Regions from separate parts of the Hordeum vulgare genome. Here regions 2, 3 and 4 are each linked to region 1. A link is a contact called in public Hi-C and HiChIP or PLAC-seq data. All regions are on one chromosome and are shown on one strand. The core of a region is the stretch at or near the end of the contact, and the rest is flanking DNA. Distances in the headings are between cores, read along the strand shown.

Evidence for each region. Hi-C and Micro-C count contacts between places; a contact is called where the count stands out from the background. HiChIP or PLAC-seq counts read pairs in DNA pulled down with a chosen protein or histone mark.
Region 2: an H3K4me3 HiChIP or PLAC-seq map of embryo shows a contact between it and region 1, with 7 times the contacts expected there. The contact joins the promoter of LOC123427080 here to the promoter of LOC123427083 in region 1. A contact is called at or near these places in 2 of 6 Hi-C or Micro-C datasets (leaf and seedling) and 1 of 1 datasets of contacts at active chromatin or transcription factors (embryo).
Region 3: a Hi-C map of leaf shows a contact between it and region 1, with 5 times the contacts expected there. The contact joins the promoter of LOC123430455 here to the promoter of LOC123427083 in region 1. A contact is called at or near these places in 4 of 6 Hi-C or Micro-C datasets (leaf, seedling and an unstated tissue).
Region 4: a contact with region 1 is called in a Hi-C map of leaf, with 5 times the contacts expected there. The contact joins the promoter of LOC123427084 here to the promoter of LOC123427083 in region 1. A contact is called at or near these places in 4 of 6 Hi-C or Micro-C datasets (leaf and seedling) and 1 of 1 datasets of contacts at active chromatin or transcription factors (embryo).

What each region holds. Positions count from the first base shown.
Region 1 is chr2H:537,700,133-537,704,756 of MorexV3_pseudomolecules_assembly, forward strand. It overlaps LOC123427083 (protoporphyrinogen oxidase, mitochondrial), which reads left to right and starts at 2,347. Exons shown (of 17, transcript XM_045111035.1): 1 at 2,347-2,621; 2 at 2,709-2,844; 3 at 3,185-3,250; 4 at 3,359-3,409; 5 at 3,501-3,557; 6 at 3,825-3,910; 7 at 4,130-4,166; 8 at 4,274-4,339; 9 at 4,483-4,523. The coding sequence starts at 2,419. It overlaps LOC123427082 (U-box domain-containing protein 7-like), which reads left to right. Exons shown (of 6, transcript XM_045111034.1): 5 at 1-1,019; 6 at 1,163-2,233. The coding sequence ends at 2,075.
Region 2 is chr2H:537,487,600-537,492,223 of MorexV3_pseudomolecules_assembly, forward strand. LOC123427080 (diacylglycerol lipase-beta-like) reads right to left here and starts at 2,674. Exons shown (of 13, transcript XM_045111031.1): 1 at 2,580-2,674; 2 at 1,280-1,418; 3 at 711-930; 4 at 524-624. The coding sequence starts at 1,379.
Region 3 is chr2H:537,510,534-537,515,157 of MorexV3_pseudomolecules_assembly, forward strand. LOC123430455 reads right to left here and starts at 1,829. Exons shown (of 1, transcript XM_045114327.1): 1 at 1-1,829. The coding sequence starts at 1,740.
Region 4 is chr2H:537,862,459-537,867,082 of MorexV3_pseudomolecules_assembly, forward strand. LOC123427084 (ankyrin-3) reads left to right here and starts at 2,505. Exons shown (of 4, transcript XM_045111037.1): 1 at 2,505-2,932. The coding sequence starts at 2,594.

The DNA of each region.
Region 1 (4,624 bases), core at 1,097-3,596:
AGAAGGCTTCTTGAAAGAGCCCAGGCAGAAGAAGACACGAAGAAAGAATCAATAGCATCCTATCTCCTGCATCTTATGAGGAAATATTCAAGTCATTTCAGGAGTGAAACAATGGATCCCATCAACTCCCAGTGCTCAAGTCCTTCGTGCTCCTTCACTTCAATATCCAGCTCAATTGATCTCCATGGAAGTCTCCCTTCTCTCGAGAAGCTCCTGCCTAGGTCTGGCTCCTTCAGTTTGAAACAGATTAAAGGGCTATCAGGGAGCATGCCACTGCCACCTGAGGAGCTAAGGTGTCCAATCTCTCTGCAGCTCATGTATGACCCTGTTGTTATCGCATCTGGTCAGACCTACGAGCGAGCTTGCATCGAGAAATGGTTTAACAGTGGGAATACAACCTGCCCCAAGACTCGGAAAGAGTTACCCCAGCTTTCCATGACACCCAATTACTGCATCAAGGGTCTGATAACATCCTGGTGTGAACAAAACAGGGTTCCAGTTCCTTCCGCCCCGCCAGAATCTCCAAAGCTCAAATATTTGAGGATAACATCTCTAAAGAGTAGCAAATGCCTGGTGACGAATGGTGTTAGCACGGTTTTGTTTGAAGACGCGGGCGCAAAAGACGGAAAAGACGACAAGTTCAAGACCGACGTTGCTTTGGAGAAGTGCTCTAGCCAAAATTCCAGGGAGTCGACATCTGAGACATGCGAAGAAGAAGAGGAGGTCTCGGTGGAGAAGTGCTCTTTTCAGAATAACCCTGTGGAGGCTACACCCGAGAGATGTGAACGCTGGCTGCGTGTGCTAAACAAGGGCAGTGAGTGCATCGATGAGCAGCGTGAGGTGGTCGAGCAGGTCAGGTTCCAGTTGAAGGATGATGATGAGCTCAGGGACTATGTGGGTGCTAATGGTATTACTGAGCCACTCACCTGCTTCCTGAAGATGGCTCTCAGCAGAGAAGACGTGCAATCTCAGGAGGTCGGAACGATGGCTCTTTTCAACCTTGCTGTCAGCAATAACAGGTATATATATATCAAATGTAGATCATTCTACGTACTCCATCTAATCATAGTGTCAGAGAAAAGGCTCTTTGCAACAAGCATAGGTAGATGATCTTAGCTCAGTTCTTTGGCCTGATCATTTCAGCTCCATGTCTGCCTTGTAGGAACAAGCAGCAGCTGCTCTCAGCTGGAGTTATCCCCCTGATGGAGCAGATGATACAGAAACCGGAGACCTGCGAGGCAGCGGTGGCGATGTACCTCAACCTCTCTTGTCTGGAGGAGGCGCAGGCCATCATCGGCTCGAGCGAAGTCATCCATGTCCTGATCAGGTGCGTGCAAGAAGAAGGCTACCGTAGCGGCACCTGCCGGCTGGACGCGCTCCTGACGCTGTACAACCTGTCCCTGCACGCGCCCAACATCCCGCCGCTCCTGTCGTCGGGCATCGTCCAGAGCATCCACGCCGTCCTGGCGCCGTCGTCGTCGTCGTCGTCGTCGTGGACAGACAAGGCCCTGGCCGTGCTGATCAACCTGGCGCTGACCTGGCCCGGGAAGAAGGAGATCGCGGCGAACCAGGCCATCGTGGGCGACATCGTGTTCATCCTGGACAACGGGGAGGCGGCGGAGCAGGAGAAGGCGGTGTCGTGCCTGTGGATGATCTGCAACGGCGACGAGGGGTGCAGCCAGACGGTGCTGCAGGAGGGCGTGATCCCCGCGCTGGTGTCCCTGACGGCGAACGGCACGGGCAAGGCCAAGGACAAGGCGCAGAAGCTGCTCCGGCTGTTCCGGGAGCAGCGGCAGCGCGAGCTGGAGCAGCAGCAGCCGCGGGTGCAGCTGTTGGAGTTGGCCAGCCAGGCCGCCGCGCAGCAGGAGCAGCAGCAGCAGCAACAGGAGGAGGAGGAGGCGGCCGCGGCAGCAGAGGCGGACGCAGGGAAGACGGCGGCTTCCGAGCAGAGCGGCGAGGGCAGGAGGCCGGCGTCGCGGCTGAGCAGGTCCAAGTCCAAGCGGCTGGCCAGGGTCATCACCTGCCTCATCAAGAAGTGGACGATGAAAGGCGGCGGCGACAGGTGTAAACTGTAACACCGTCTTATGCTCTCTCTATTTTCGTGCGGCATCGTCACATTCACCAAAAATGTATGTGCCCGTGAGGAAAAGCTCCATGTGTAATTACAACTAGCCAAATCGTACAGACGTTCAACCGGGACCGCCCGTCCGAGTAAAAATGATTTTAGTGCTCCCGGAACAGCCGATTTGCATAGCGAAGGCGTCGTGGCACAACCAAGGCGCCGCCTCCGGTTTCGACCCACTGACTAGACTAGTCTACCCACCCTGCCACCTACTACTCCGCGGCTCCGATCGGCGACACGACAGCAACGGAGAAAGGCGACGGGCGACTCCCCTCCCCATCCAAACCCCGAATCAAATGCTCACTTCCGCCACCGCTCCCCCCTCCTCCTCCTCCTGCTCGTCCCACGCTCCCGCCCGCTTCGCCTCCCCGTCCCGGCCCCGTCGCTCCGCGTCCGCGTCCGCGCGCGGGCGAGGGCGCCGCGTCCGCCCCGTGCTCGCCATGGCCGCCTCCGACGACCCCCGCGCCAGGTCGGTCGCCGTCGTCGGCGCCGGCGTCAGGTGAGGCCACGCGATTTCAAGCCGAGTTCTCGGGTGGTCCTGCGCTCGCGCACGCGAGGTGTTTGACGGAATGGTGGGTCCGTGCAGTGGGCTCGTGGCGGCGTACATGCTGAGGAAGAGCGGCGTGCGGGTCACCGTGTTCGAGGCGGAAGACCGCGCGGGAGGGAAGATACGGACCAACTCCGACGGCGGATTCCTCTGGGACGAAGGAGCCAACACCATGGTGAGCCCATCTCTGTTTGTTAATAACCTGTGGTGCTGTGCGTCGCTGTCTCTGTATGCCACGGATTGTGGCGAAGGCTGGAGCGAGTTGAGCGACCTGTCTACATTATTGGCGTAGTGCTCGTTGTAGCAATTGCTCGTGTGGGCAGTTGGTCTCTTGGTGGGGCATGTACATGTACTCTTCTCCTTATTAGGATTCAAAATTGAAATGGAAGAAGCATGTGTTTGTGTGTGCAGTTGGTCTCTCGGTGGGGCATGCACTCTTCTCGTTATTAGAACTCAAAACTGACATGGAAGCTGGCAGATTAGCTGATGAAATAAATTGGTTCTGTTACCTGCAGACAGAAAGTGCACTGGAGGCTAGTAGGCTAATCGACGATCTTGGTCTTCAGGACAGACTGCAGTATGTATGTGCCAATGCTATCTTCGAATAATTAATATGTCTGCATTCTGTATTGTTGTCTGTAAATTGTTCCCATCAATATATTACCTTATAAGTTCAATGTCTGTTTCAGCCTAACTCCCAGCACAAGCGTTACACCGTTAAGGATGGGGCGCCAGCACTGGTAAATAGGGTTTCCATGTGATCATGCATCTTCTTTTCTGTTTTTTCTTATTGTAGCTCACCTTTGAGTCTTCTCCTTGTTGTTCCATAAGATTCCTTCAGATCCCATTGCGCTAATGAAAAGCACTGTTCTTTCTACGAAATCAAAGGTATACCCTTCTATTTAATACTATCTGCTTCAGCCTACAGTACATGCTACATGGCACACTAACCCCTTTCAAATGAGTTATTTATTGCCAGTACCACTGATAGATTGGAATGCATAACAAATACAAACGTTTTATCGTTTGCTATTGCTAATGCCCACTACCAGACCTGAATTAGCTGGTTTCAGTAACTAATTGACAATTTGTAGATTCTCCAGATCTTTTTCTTTCAAATTTGATTCTGCTCTGAATTCTTTCTTACCCTTGCAGTTCAAGTTATTTCTGGAACCATTTCTCTATGAAAAATCTAGCACAAGGAACTCCAAAAAAGTGTCTGACGAGCATTTGCGCGAGAGGTGAACCTTCACACTTGGTGTTTTGCATTGGTGTAGATGCCAAATGCTATCAAAATAATAAATGGTTACCTTCCGTATGAAGTGTTTAGGTTTTGAGAGGCTGTCTAGCACTCCAGTGTTCCTTAATCCTCACCTGCTTGCGGTTTTACGTAGGGTTTGTAGTATGTATTATTTGTTTAAAGGAGATAATTGAATATTCCTTTTTTGACAACTTTACAGCGTTGGGAGTTTTTTTGAACGCCATTTTGGGAAAGAGGTGAGCTCTTTCCTTACAACTCATCAATAATTTAATCATATACAGTTATAAGCTCTTCAGCTCACATCATAACCAGCCATAGCTAAGAACTTCCATGTTGGTTACAGGTTGTTGACTATCTTATTGATCCATTTGTAGCTGGAACAAGTGCAGGAGATCCCGAGTCATTATCTGTAAGTTACTACTGTGTTATGTGTGCAAACAGCATATGAGCTTTTCCGTGTGCTTAATGTTGATAATCTAATAATTATTAGTCCAGACCATATCACCTTGTCAATTAACTGTGCTGGCTTTAAGTAACAACCGTCTTTTGCAGATTCGTCATGCATTTCCGGGGTTATGGAATTTAGAAAAAAAGTAAGTTTGTATATTTATTTTATTTGCTAGCGGTGATCTATTCTCACTTCTACACTTTCGTTAGTTCTCTTGTCCATATTTCTAGGGTTATGGAATTTAGA
Region 2 (4,624 bases), core at 1,424-3,923, 210 kb before region 1:
CGCCGTCGCCTCACCGCCGCCCTGTTCTACCACGCCATCGACGGTCAGGCTTGTCGCCGCCCCTCCCCGGTCTACCTCGCCGCCAGACCCAGCCCGCCGTCCCCGCCGTGAGAGGTAGCCACTCTGCCTCCTCCTCCTCCTCGGTCTATTTTATTGCTGGAAGTGTTTAGTGAAATGTCGAAATGTTGTTTCAATATTGTCTTGGTGCCAAAAAAAAATGTTCATGCAGCCTAGCTCAGATACAGGCTACCAAACACAGTCTCGGCATAACATGTCTCGTCTGATGCAGCCTACCAAACACAGTCTCAGCTCAGCATGCGTCAATACATACACTTCTACCAAACAACTGCAGTTGCATGTACTAGCATGTCTCAAATGGGAACAACTATGCTAGGATGGTAACAGCTACCGAACACACCCTCAGTATATCCATGCAGGTTAGGCGGAAGTGCAAATGATTAGAAAATCCTAATAGGCCACCTAACATATACTTGATATGAAATTACCGAGACGGAGAGCCAACCTGCTAACAGTTCCAAATGGCCAGTCCCAGAAGCACGGTATGCAACCAATTCACCCAGAAGTCTTGCCACAGAATATACCTCATCTTCTTCCAATACAGTCCTAAATCAGCACATAAGAGGAACTAGAGTAAACAGATATATTAGTGTTGAAACCTCACAGTGTAAAATGACTGGATATAGACTTACATATACTTTGCACGTCCTAAGCAGCACAAAGCCTCACGAATTCCATGATCAAACACTTCCCTGTAATGAGCTTTCCATGCCATATCATGGGTCGCATAGAATGATCGCCATCTCAGTACATCAGAACCCGTGAAGCACTGAAGGACGACCACAACCCAGGAAAGGATAAGAAACAAAGCAATTAATGCTCGTCTGGAGACCTGCTCAGCTCCATCCTGTCCTAGATTACAAGTAAGGCAAACTAATTATTGGAGCACAAGATAGACATATGGAAGCAAAGAAAAATTAGGCAAGTGGACGCTGAATAAAATATAAAGTCCTCCTCAAAATGCATAATATTATTCAGTATATTCACATTGACACCAATTGCAACAAAACGTAAGTAGCATGCCGTTTGTACTGTTCAACTAAAAAAATCAGGTAGAAAATCCAAACAAATATATTCAACACATGTTCTATGTGAACAAGGTTTACTTGGCAGTGAGCTTACAGCAAACAAAGTCTTGAAAGGGCTAGATTCAAAGCTAGAATATACAACTGATAACTGATATCAACCAACTCGAACATACCAAAGAAACAGGACGTGGGTCTTCTTTCGTTGGGAAGATCACTCACAATGACAAACATGAGATAAATTGCCCCAACCAGCTGCAATGCACCAACAGCCATACCAAATCTAGTCCACCACAACCAGCGTTTATACCTCACCTGTTCAGCAAAATGGAAGTGGCAATATGATAAACAGGTAGAAAACATACTCTTCTCGGATAATTCAAGTTAAACAACCATATTTTCAGAAATGTTCATATCCCAACTATATGATAAACTGTTACTTATTTTCTTAATTCCTTTAGCTCTTCTTTTTTGTCCCTTCATATCCGCCCTATTATCTCCGACAGAGTGTAAACATGGAAAACTGAATACTCCCCCCATTCTATAATGTAGTGTATATAGATTTTTTGAAAAGTCAAACCTTAGGTTTGACTAAGTTTGTGAAAAAAAGAATATTTACATTTAGAATGCCAAACATATATCAATAGAATCATCATAAGGTGTAGTTTCATATTTTATATATTTGGTATTGTAGATAAAAATAGTTTTCTGTATAAACTTGGTCAAAGTTTTCAAAGTTTGACTTTTCAGAAAATCTATACGCACTACATTATGGAACGGAGGGAGTATAAATATAGATAATTCATTGGCGAGCCTCAACATGGAATGCTCGGTCTGTTAGCATTGTTCTGGAAGAGTTTGGTGGGAAAACATGTTAACAACGCGAGCATGAGTGAATTATGAATCTACATAATCTTGTGCACTTGTGTTCAACAACAAAGTTGGGTACCACAATCCTCAATAATACATTATCATTCATCAAGAATATTTCAAAATTACCAGTCCTGTCAAACTTGTGCATCAAATTACGTTCTTAACAGACTGTAAGCTCAACTAAAACCACAAACTGCAGCTTCATTATTGTCTGGTTTCTATCACTAGAGGAGTACCAGACTGTAAGCTCATGCAAAGCCACACCATCGTAGCAGCATTGCCATCCGATATATTACATCAGTTACACCACAATCGCATCAAACCCACCTTACAAATCACGACTAAGCTAATTCATAAGAATGACCGAAGCAACGCAACGCCAGCTGAAACTATCCTGAACCATAACCATCCACAGATGCATAGAAACCCCATGGGTCTGTGTTTTAAGCAATCGAAATCTAGGTAAAATCACCCGAATAATGCAATCTGGAATGCACCTACAGCTACCAGAAAGGATCCTACTTATGTGGGGACACCTACCAGGCACCAGAAAGGTGTAATCTACCAAACCAGCAACAGGAGCTTGATGATCGAGTCTCTCACCCTGATCTCGTGGCGGGCCACGGCGTCCTCGGCGACGGAGGCGGCGCCCTCGTCGAGGTGGCGGCGAGCAATGGCGTCCGCGGTGGCGTGCTGGGCCCGCGCGGCGCCGAGCATCGCGAGCACCCGGACGGCGGCCATGGCGGGCACGGCGGCGAGCGCGAGGCCCCAGCCGCAGCCGGGCGGTAGCGCGGCGTCGACGAGGTAGAGGCCGAGCAGCAGCACGGCACAGTTGAGGCCGCCGACGAGGAACGAGACGACCCGCACCATGCCGACCCGGAAGGAGGTGGCCCCGGCCCCGGCGCCGGCCGCCGCCGCCGCCGCGGGGGCCGCGGGCTGGCCGGCGCCGGCCATGGCGGGCCTCCGCCGGTCGGACGGCGGCGGCGGGGAGGAGCGGCGGCGGGGGAGGGGGAGGAGCAGGAGGCGTCGGATTGGGAGGAGGAGCTGCGCGGGAGGGGTGGCTGCGGGCCCGCGGCAGGGGAGGAGCGGCTTTCTAGACATCATCCGGCCGCGGCGGCCATGGAAAGCGGGGGTCGCGGGTGGTTGGGGACGGAAATAGAAACCGGGAGACCGGGGGAGGGGGGAAACAGTCGGCGTCCGCCTGCTGAATTGCTTCCTTCCGGGGACGTTTCCGAGGTTGAGGCTAGCTTGAGCTGATGATTGTTGCTGACTGGCAGTTGCGTCGGAATTTCTTTTTCTGCCGTTTATTATGGCTGGACTCTTGGAGTTGGTGGAGATCACAGGCTCATGATCGGCGAGCAGGACCACCACCATGCGTCCAACTCAAGAAACGATTTCTGTGATTATTTTTTCCTTCAGCACACACCCAAAATGCATTCTTCATGAATTTTACTCCCTGAGTTTCTTGTATATCTAAATTTGCTGAGAGTCCTCGCTAACTTATTAAGGACAAAAATAATTGACAACACATTCTCAGCAAAAGGCATAAGAGGTAAACTCCTCATTCAAACAAAACTTTATTGAGAGTCGTATGTCGGGCATTCGACATACTGTTTGCTAAGAACCAAAGGCAGATTGTGAGCAAAATAAAGTGACTTAACGACCTTTGGACGGAGACGACAATGTGGCATATCTTTGCCAAGCATGCTATATTATACTCTCGGCAAACACTAACGAATAGGAGGCAGCCATGTGAACGACTATCTGATAGTCGTCCGACCACCTTATGCCGAGTTTTGCATTTTGCCGAGTGGAAGCTCTAGGAAAAGACAACGAATAGGAACATGTCCACTCTTCTAATAATGGTGTGGTCCCTTATACACAGATCTTGGTTTTGTCGTGTTCCTCTACTCGATAAAATACAGCGAATAAGAGGTTGCCTTGTGGCTATCCGTCAGACAAACGGGTCATGGACTTATGTCGAGTGTTGTTTTTTGCCAAGTGTCTCCATTTATTAAGCATGATGCTTTCTCTTGGAGGCGATGGAGCGTCCCAGTGACGAGGTCCATATCGTGGATGCGTGGATAGAAGGTCATAGGGGAAAGGATGGCAAACTATTTTGCAGTGATTCGGTGCGGAAGAAGTGTGAAATCTTTGAAGCCCGGTTTTAGAAGGTGCGCGAGGTGGATGATGACCCTAGATCCCGGTCACTCGATCGAGAGTTGACCATGACTACAAGCGAGGGAAGAGAGGTGTGACGGAGCCCTTGACTAGGGGATGCTCGGCATGTTGGTTACATGTCCTTTAAGTTAGGTTGAGCCCACCCCCCCATGTGTATTAGTGTTTGGCCTCGTTCGTGTGGGCCAGGGAACATCAAGAAGGAATGACACGAAGACTTGGTGTATACTCCAAGCGTGGAGGTAGTCCTCGGCATGTTCGCCCCCTTTGCTAGAACAGACGTTATGTAAACCCTATGTATCCTCAAGTGTCTATATAAACCGAGGAACCAAGGGCGCTAGAGGTGTTGGAAATATGCCCTAGAGGCAATTATAAAATATTTATTATTATATTTCATGTTTCAAGATAATCATTTGTTATCCATGCTATAATTGTATTGAATGAATGTTGGAATTATGCCCTAGAGGCAA
Region 3 (4,624 bases), core at 579-3,078, 190 kb before region 1:
GTGAGGGACACAATGTGAAAACCTCAGTGTATTATCCCGCGGTATCTGGTACGCACTTTCCTCTCTTGATTGCATAAATAAGCTGACGAAACCTTTTATTTTTACAAGCGGCATGACGATGATGCTAGTTCCTGTTGTGAAATCAGAGACAACTTGAACAACTTCATACTCATAGTTTGTGTGGTTGACAGCATCTGAACTCCAACCGATGTCCCATCCCTTAAAAAGGGCCCAAACTTCACCTTTCCTAGGATATATATCATAAGAGTTTCTCATCTTGATTTTCTGACAGGAAATAGTATGAGAGAACATGCAAGTTTCTTGAGCTGTTTCCGACCTTCCACGCCTAAATTGTCCACAAGCAACAGGCAGTTCCCCACAAGACCAAGCCAGCTCCTCTTTATTTCTGGGATCAAACTCCAGCCAAACAAAGTGTACCGTAAACTTGGGGGCCCTCTTTACCTTTGTAATTCGAGCATAAGATCTTGGCATACCGCTTCGACTATCATAGACAGCCCAGACCTGGTTCACTCTAAACTGATTTACACCTCTAAGTTGGTCAAAGTCAAAAAATTCAGGACATAATACTTTCGCTTGGACAATATGATCAGATAGCTCATCAACATCTGTACCTCCTACAGAAAATGGAGTGTCATGTTGTATGTTCTCAACCGTTTGTGTCTCTGTAAAGATCCCTGCATTCGTGCATGCAACATGTTCCTTCTCCACAACCCTCATGGATCCCATGTCAGAATTATTCCCACTAGACGAGCCAGCATACTTGGCATCAAACCCCGGGCCTTTCGGTGAACTGTTCTTTTCTGGAACAACACAGGCAAGAGCTTCTTCCAAGTTAAGGGGAAGTGCTGTAGGGTCAAGCTCCAAAGATCCTTCTGGAATGCCTTCGCTTTCAGCTCCACTCATCAGACGATACGGAACGCAATGTGAGAACCATACTGTGTCCTCCTGAGGTATCAGGTATGGAGTGGCCTCTTTAGACTGCATAAATAAGCTAATAAAGACTTTTATCTTTACAAGCGGAATGACAGAGATGCTGGTGCCTGTCGTGAAATCAGAGAGGACCTGAACAACTTCATACTTGTAGTTCTTTTGGTCGTGGGCATCTGAACTCCAACAAATATCCCATCCCTTGAGAAGGGTCCAAACTTCACCTTTCCTAGGATATATTTCATAAGAGTTCCTCCTACCAGTGAATATGGCATGTACAGGATGAGAAAACTGTTTCGTGTCGGTGTAAATCATAATGCCGCGGGTGGTGGAAACCCTGTAGGTTCCACACCCGACAGTTCGATCTTCTACCAATCTTTTCTCCACCTCCCCATCAGGACAAACTTCCAGCCATCTTGCATGCACTTTATTGTTCTTGAGATCAATGTTCTGTATCAAGGCATAGCAGTTGGGACACTTAACTTTGTCACTGTACAGAGCCCAGACCTGCCCAGGTTCGAACTTCTGAAGCGATCTAGTTTCTAAAAATACTCCAGCATTTTTCCACACACCAGCAAACTGTTGATCTGGACCAGAAGGAGCAGGTTGCTCAGTTGAAACATGTGCTATAAAGGGCTTCGAGCAATTCTGGCAGCGGACAAATTTCATCAAGATTGCATGGTGGTACTGATATTTGGTGCCACAAGTTGGACAGATGGTCCAAAATGTTTGTGGCCTTGCAGAGTTTGAGCCACACAGTTGTTGTTGTTGGCACTCAGTATGGAGATTCATAGTAGTATGAAGTGAGATATACTACTTCCAGATAACAAAGGACAAACAGTAGACCAAAAAAGTAACTTGTCAACCTGCAAAACACAGAATTATGATTAAGAAATTTCATGTGTAGACTCTAAAACAGAAGCCCTATATAAACAAGCAACAAAAAAACAACTGTCACTTTCTTGCCACCCTAAAAAAATTAATTTTTTTAAAAGGAAGTAATATTTTTCAGCTATTGTTACCAACACGGAAAACCATTAGCACTCAAAATGTAATGCATATGTTACATTATCTGTTTAAGCCAACAGGCTAAACATGTGGCAGGTTAGTTTCTAGATATATGTGCCCAACTGATCAGAAATCACTCCCTACCAGCAGGGTTCAGTTTCCACCTAAATTCTCCAAATCACCGGAGGTTAGTCACCACTTGGTTTTCTGGTGGATTCTGGTTACGTGTCTCTTGCTATTCTTCTTTGTATCTTTCTCTGTTCTTTTATTATCCTTGAAACATTCTCCTTTATCTTTTGAGGAAGAACCCTTTGACAGGTTGACTAAAGTATTGGTTTCAAGGTAATGTGCCAAAAAAGGCAAATTAAGGACAATTATGTTGAAATTGGAGATGGGCCTTAGGCCCATAAGACAAATTTCAGAAAAATCTCCAAGGGCCCATGTAGGTGGTGGCATGACAAGGTGGTGGGAAGTTTAGTCCCACCCCGCTAGTGGAGGAGAAGTTGGACCCCTGTATAAGGGTCTCTCTTCCACATGCTATTGGAGAGTGAGAAGAGAAGGTGCCCTCGCGCACTCCTCCTCCGCCGCCCGCCCCGTCCCGACGCGGCGCGGGTTGCGTGAATGAGCCAAGCTCATATATACGCGCTTATTTTTGCCGGTCAGGAACGGAGAATACGTAACGGACACGGCACGATCCAAGACGTCGGATCGTGGGCTGTTACCGACTCGGACGTGGGTTCGGCCCACGTCTCTCCACCCAGCCGTCTTTATAAGCAGGCTATCGCCTACCCTAGCCGATACGAGAACCAGATCACATCTGCCTCACGCGTTCGTTCCTTTTGCTCCTGCTGCCGCCGGCGACTCCGTCCCGTTTACCACGTACACGGTCGACGGGAGAGCAGGCCTCCGAAACCTCGCCTCTCCGGTTCCTGTACGGGAGAGGGGCGATTAGGTTTTTGGGGAGCGATCACGCGACTGCTCGCCTCCGTCCGTCTGCTTCGTCTACGTCCGCGTCGTCCTCGTCATCGCCATGTCTTCACCAAGCGAAGCTGACCGTCTCGTCCGCGAGAAGGCCGAAGCCGAGAAGAAGGCGACAGAGGATACTGCCGCCGCCACCACTGCTGCTATGACCAATTGGCCGATCGGAGGGTATGATATGTTTATCTCTCCCCTGTTTCTGTATGCACTAGTAATACTGCCTATATGCGTAGATGTTTCTGCTATATGCGTAGTACTTGCTAGTATACTCCGTGATCAGTATGTCATGAACCTACTCAATGCCATGTTCGTAATTATTTCATGGATTAATCTACTCAGAAAATTGCCTATTTCCTCAACAATCCAAAAACCTAATTTGTGTAGGAATTTTTCGAGTAATGGTTTTGCTGCTGCACTGAAACCGGATAAGTTTACCAGTACCTTTTTCAAGCGTTGGCAAACGAGAACCACCTTATGGCTCACGGCTATGAACGTGTTCTGGGTAGCCGGTGTCACTCCTACGAAAACTATCACTCTTGAACAGGAGAAGATGTTTAAGGAGGCCACCGTCCTATTCCTTGGAGCAGTCATTAGCGTGATCGGAGATAAGCTGGTTGATGCATATTTACATATGCATGTTGCCAAGGACTTGTGGGAGGCGCTCGAATCTAAATTCGGGGCCACCGATGCTGGGAGTGAGATGTATGTTATGGAGCAGTTCCACGATTACAAGATGGTTGACAACCGTTTTGTATTGGAACAAGCTCATGAGATAATATGCATAGCTAAAGAACTTGAGGTTCTTAAGTGCAATTTGCCGGGCAAGTTTGTCGCGGGTTGTATAATTGCTAAGCTCCCTAATTCCTGGAGGAACTTTGCTACTACTCTGAAACATCAGAGGCGTGAGTTCTTAGTAGAGGACATCATCGGCCATCTGAGTGTTGAGCAGAACTCGAGAGCAAATGACTCCAATGGAAAAGCGATGGAAAGCTCTTCTGCTGCCAATATGGTACATCAGAGGAACCTCAATTCCCACAAGCCCAAGGGAAAGAATTCTGTCCAACAGAATACCGACTTCAAGAAGAAGGGAAAGAAGCCCTTCAAGAAGAATAAGAAGGGAGATGGCTGCTATACTTGTGGTTCAGAGGAACATTGGGCGCACAAGTGTCCAAACAAGTACAAGAAGCCGGCGCAGGACTCCAAGTCTGCCAATATGATTGTGGGCAACAATGAAAGTGGTGCATCTGGGTACGGTAATTTACTTACTGTATTTACAGTTTGTCGGTCCACCGATTGGTGGGTGGACACGGGTGCAAATATTCATGTGTGTGCTGACTTATCATTGTTCTCTTCTTATCAGGCCACCGGTCGCGGGTCCGTATTGATGGGGAATGGCGCGAGTGCTTCTGTTCTTGGTGTTGGCACGGTCGATCTGAAGTTTACTTCGGGAAGGATCGTGCAGCTGAAGAACGTGCAGCATGTCCCCGCCATCAAGAAGAATCTCGTTAGTGGCTCCCTTCTGTGTAGAGAAGGGTTTAAGTTGGTATTCGAGTCTAATAAAGTAGTAGTTACGAAATATGGACTTTTCGTTGGAAAAGGTTATGAATGCGGAGGTCTGTTCCGCCTTTCTCTTGCAGATTTTTGTAATAAAGTCGTGAACAATATTCATTCGAGTGTTAATGAATCTGAA
Region 4 (4,624 bases), core at 1,255-3,754, 160 kb after region 1:
AAATAAATTACTGATTGAGTTGGGACCTAGTTCTTGGGGGTGGAGGTTGTAGAAGTTGAGAGCGTCCCGAAAGAATTTTGAACCAGGGGGAGAGAAGCCTTGTTCTAGATGATCAGTGAAAACCACAACCTCTCCTTCGGCGGGTTGAGGCCGTACCTCTCCAGCGGCGGCTCTCCATCCGATCATCTCCTTAGAAGACAAAGTTCCTACTGACACGCATCGCTGCAGGGCGGCATCACCAATTTCTGAGGGCAACCATTCACTTTTTGATGGTTCCAACATGCCGACAGGTTCAGGAAGGAAACAGGCTGCATAAGTATGATTGGCGGGTTATTCTAACGAACAAAAATTGTTTGAGGAAGCGAGGAGTTCGAGATACAAACAATGAGGAAGTTCACAATACTTGAGTCGCCTTAATGAAAAGGTGGTTCATAGAGATGGCGAGTTGCAAAATATTTAACAAGTCGTCGTGAGGGTGAAAATGACTTATGAAGGAAATGTGATATCAGATTCCACTAAGTACTAGACAAATAGTTTTCTACCAAAGTGTACAGAAAGACGGATCTACCAATGGTACGCAAAAAGGAATCTAGTAGTCCTAGACGACAGTAAAATATGGGGTAGCAACAGATAGTATTCATGAGGTTTACGTAAAATATCCAGGAAGTTTATGCGAGATTTAGATCTCTACTTTTCCCGCAACCTATCGTTGGGGAAGATTTTCATCAAGGAATCAAATAGATCTGTAATGGCGATGAATATAGGATGAACCCTATGAACTCTGTTAAACTACAGTGAGCGACCTAAGCAGATCCAGTACAAGAAACAAAAGGCTTACCTGATGGCATTGACGGAGGTGGAAAAGGTTCGCGGTTCGAAGTAGAAGACGCGCGACGGCGGAGCCCTCGTACCGGAGAGCTTGACGATGGGATGTGCGGCGACGATGCGATGCGGGCTCGAGCTCGAGGTAGAAGACGAAGAAGAGGAGCAGGGTAAAAGTAAAATAGATATCCTTGTTGGTATTTAAAGGCCGGAGCGGAAATGGAAAAGGCAGGCGTGGGAATCTAGGAGTCGTAGTAAATTTCAGAGTTGATGGCGCCTCGATTGTCGGGCCAAACGAATAAGCTAAAGGAGCCGTTGGAGTGATGCCATAAAGATCCCTAACATCTCGGGATAGCTGACATCATCAACAAATGGAAGAGGAGACCAAAAGGATATTACAAGCCGATGTTTCTTCCATTGGAAGACAAGTTTGGATTATGTGTGAGCCGCCAAGAATACGAGAAAGGTTTATAAACGTGAACGAGTTCAAGTCAATCTAAGGCCTAATGTTGGAGATATTATCCCGCCATGAGACCCTCCTAAGAGGCCGGGTCAAGATGATGGCGGCTCAAACATTCATGTTCAAGACGGGCCATGACTTATCAAGCACAAGGCACAAGGTGAAGCCAGAAGAGCCGGTTGTAGCCCAAGACATAAAGATGACGACTTATGGCCCATATAGAAGAAGGGCCTCGAGAAGTTTCCTTGCGATAAAAGTAAGGCGAGTTAAAGATATGTCAAGTCACGAATTATACGTGACCCGAACTCTTGTAATCCTAGGGCCTCGACCTGTATATAAAGACGGATCTCTAGGTCTGATAGGGTTAAGTTATCACTAATTGAGAGCTAGGCCAGACGAATCCGCACCCTTGTAATCGATTTGCACATAATTATACACAAAGCAGGACGTAAGATTTTACCTCGATGAGAGAGGCCGAACCTCGTTAAAATCGTCTCTTGCTCCCTATAACCCCTTTGAGTCGCCACATGGTTGCGATGCCCCCATCACTAAGTCCTCTCAGAAGGACATCTGCCGTGACAAACCACGGCAACCTCCCTCCTTGTTGAGCAATGAAATTCCCTTAACCCTGCAAAAATACTTAGATGAATATTAGACATTGTATTATCACACATGTAATGTATGCTTGATATCAATGAAGGCGCTTTTGGCGCTGCCATTTTGTCCAAAGAAAAGCACATGTTTTGTTCTAATCTCTCGACACGGCATCCAAACCTTCAACTTTATACTCCCTCTATTTTGAAATATAAGTATTTTTTTAAAGATTTTATTATAAATTACATAAAAAAAATAAGTAAACTTATACTCTAAAGTATGTCTATATTCTAAAGTCCGTAGACTAAAAAAACTTATACGCCGTAGTCCAAAAAACTTATACAGCGTATTACCACCAAATCTTACATATACCAGATCCACTTGTCACACACTCTCTCTCTCTCATCCAGGGCCGAGCCTGAGCCGGAGCCTGAGCCTGAGCCGGAACCAAGCCGCGCGAGGGTCGTGTGATATTCATTCACGCTCTACCCCACCCGTATCAGCCGCGCATCACACTTACTCGTGGACCCCCACACCCAATTCACCGCGCAGTTACTTTACCCCCATCAAGAGCCCACTATATATGACGCCTCGGCGAGCTCCCGTCGCGCCCTCCCCCTTTCAAGTCTTCCCCACCCTGCCGAGAGACAGACACGGAAGAGATCGAAGCAGAGTGGAGCTCCGTACGCCGTCCGTCAACAGGAGCAAGCTTCTAGAATGGCGGTGCTGCTGCGCCCGGCGGCGATCGCCGGCGGCCGGCAGGTCTGGCCGGTGGCGGAGGACCAGGCCGACGCGGCGGCGGCGGCCTCCCAGCGGCTCGTGGAGGCGGTGGCGCGCGGCGACTCCAGGGAGGCGGGCGAGCTGCTCGCGTCCGGGCGCGCGGACGTGAACTACGCCGGGGTGGTGTGGCTCGACGCGCGCCGGGTGGCGGAGGCGGCGCTGCGGGAGGGCGCCGCCGCCGAGCTGCGCGCGTCGCGGGAGGAGATCCGCGCCGACGTCTCGCCGCTCTTCCTCGCCGCCGGCAACGGGGACGTCGCGCTCGTCCGCGCGCTGCTCGTGAGTGCTTGGCTCCTCCCTCCCCTGCTCTCGTCGTTTTTGGGACTTGCTCTGCTGCCGTTTCCCGTCTGCTTTTCGGTTTGGAGAGCACGGCCATGCTGCTTTTCCGTCGGTTTTGATGCGTTTAGCCAGGAATGCGAGCTCCGTTTTGGCTTATTATGACCGGCGTTTCATCCATAATTTGTAGAGTACTAGTACAATCGAACACCCAAACACACATTTTTCACCTTGGAAGAAATAAGTCTAGGAAAGGAAACATGGAGAGCGTGCGCCGCTCAAAATTTGAAGTGCCATAGGGCGTAGGCCGGACTAGCTTAGCTGCGCTTTTATCTTTACCGAGTCGGCGAAGACTTTCAAAAAACATTTTCGAATGGTCTCAGCGGGCGCTGGCAACTCACGGATGTACTACAAGTACAACACACTGTCTGTATCTCATCCATGTAGTACTCCCGCATAGTTCAGTGTACCTGATGGATAGATAGGAGTAGAAGGTTGGCCATCTACTTCCGTTCCATTCCAAATGAAAAAGCTTTGAGCTCATCATAGTTCAGTCTACTATATAAATGCACGCGCCAGGACAAATCCCATTTTCGTGTAGGTTTAGACACGCATGCCAGCCCCCCCTCTCAAATCTCATTTACGCGCTCGGCCTGGCCCCTCCTACTAATCACTTCCTACCCTCCAAAATGGAGTTATATTAGACATAAAGAACATTCATTACGAGATATTTTGCAGACCCCAATCATGTGTTCCCTCGCCAGTCTTCACTTGAGGAGCTCCAACCCATTTCTCTGCAATTAGTTTCTCGAAGAGGGGCTACCAAGTAGTAGTACCAACCCGCATGGCTGCGATGGGGACCATGCTGTGCTTTGCGTTTGCAGTTCCTCTTTAATGCGTGTACGGACACATTTTGTTGTCTTGCCATGATACAAGTCGTGAAACGGATGGGGGCATGGAGCCGGCCATGGAGCTTACGCAGAGAAGCTTCCTGGACACGCCTTCTAGTAGGAGCATGCCCTAGATATACGTGTGTGTGTGTGTACAGTATATATGTGCATCGATCGAGGTCTAGACATACCGTATATACATACATACATACGTCCTGACATGTTACTGTACAGTACATTGCCTACAAAACAAATTATTTCCTACGTACATTTTTTGTAGTAGTAAAACTGAGGTTGGTCCACAAGGCTACGCACGCTGCTGCGTTGGGGAGAGATGTAATGGAGTATTTTAGCGACGAATTGGGGGGACAACGGTAGATGGGTTTGACTTTAACCCTGACCCATCCGTGCTTTGTTTACTGCTGCCGATAATATAACGAATCAGGTAAGTAGTAGTCGAAAGCACAGGTGCCCAGCGGTTGATGGTACTCCAGTCCAGTGGTGCTGCTAATCAAGTTTACCACTCTACAAAACAGGCAAAGGGAAGAGCTCAACCTCTGAACCTCAACGCTTTGGCCGAAACCAATATATTCCCCCCTCGTGAGCGCGGTCGGGGTTGGTATCACGTGACCCCCTCACTCAGGGTCAGGGTCCCGTCCCCCTCGACCCCCAGAGTCCCAGCACAGTTCATCCTACGTCCGTGTCTTTGTCTTGTGTAGTGCACACTCCAGTAATCCTCAGATTTGTTGGATCCCATGGTACTATGCCTTGGCCTTTGGTAGTTGCCACCTGGGCCTGATCACTG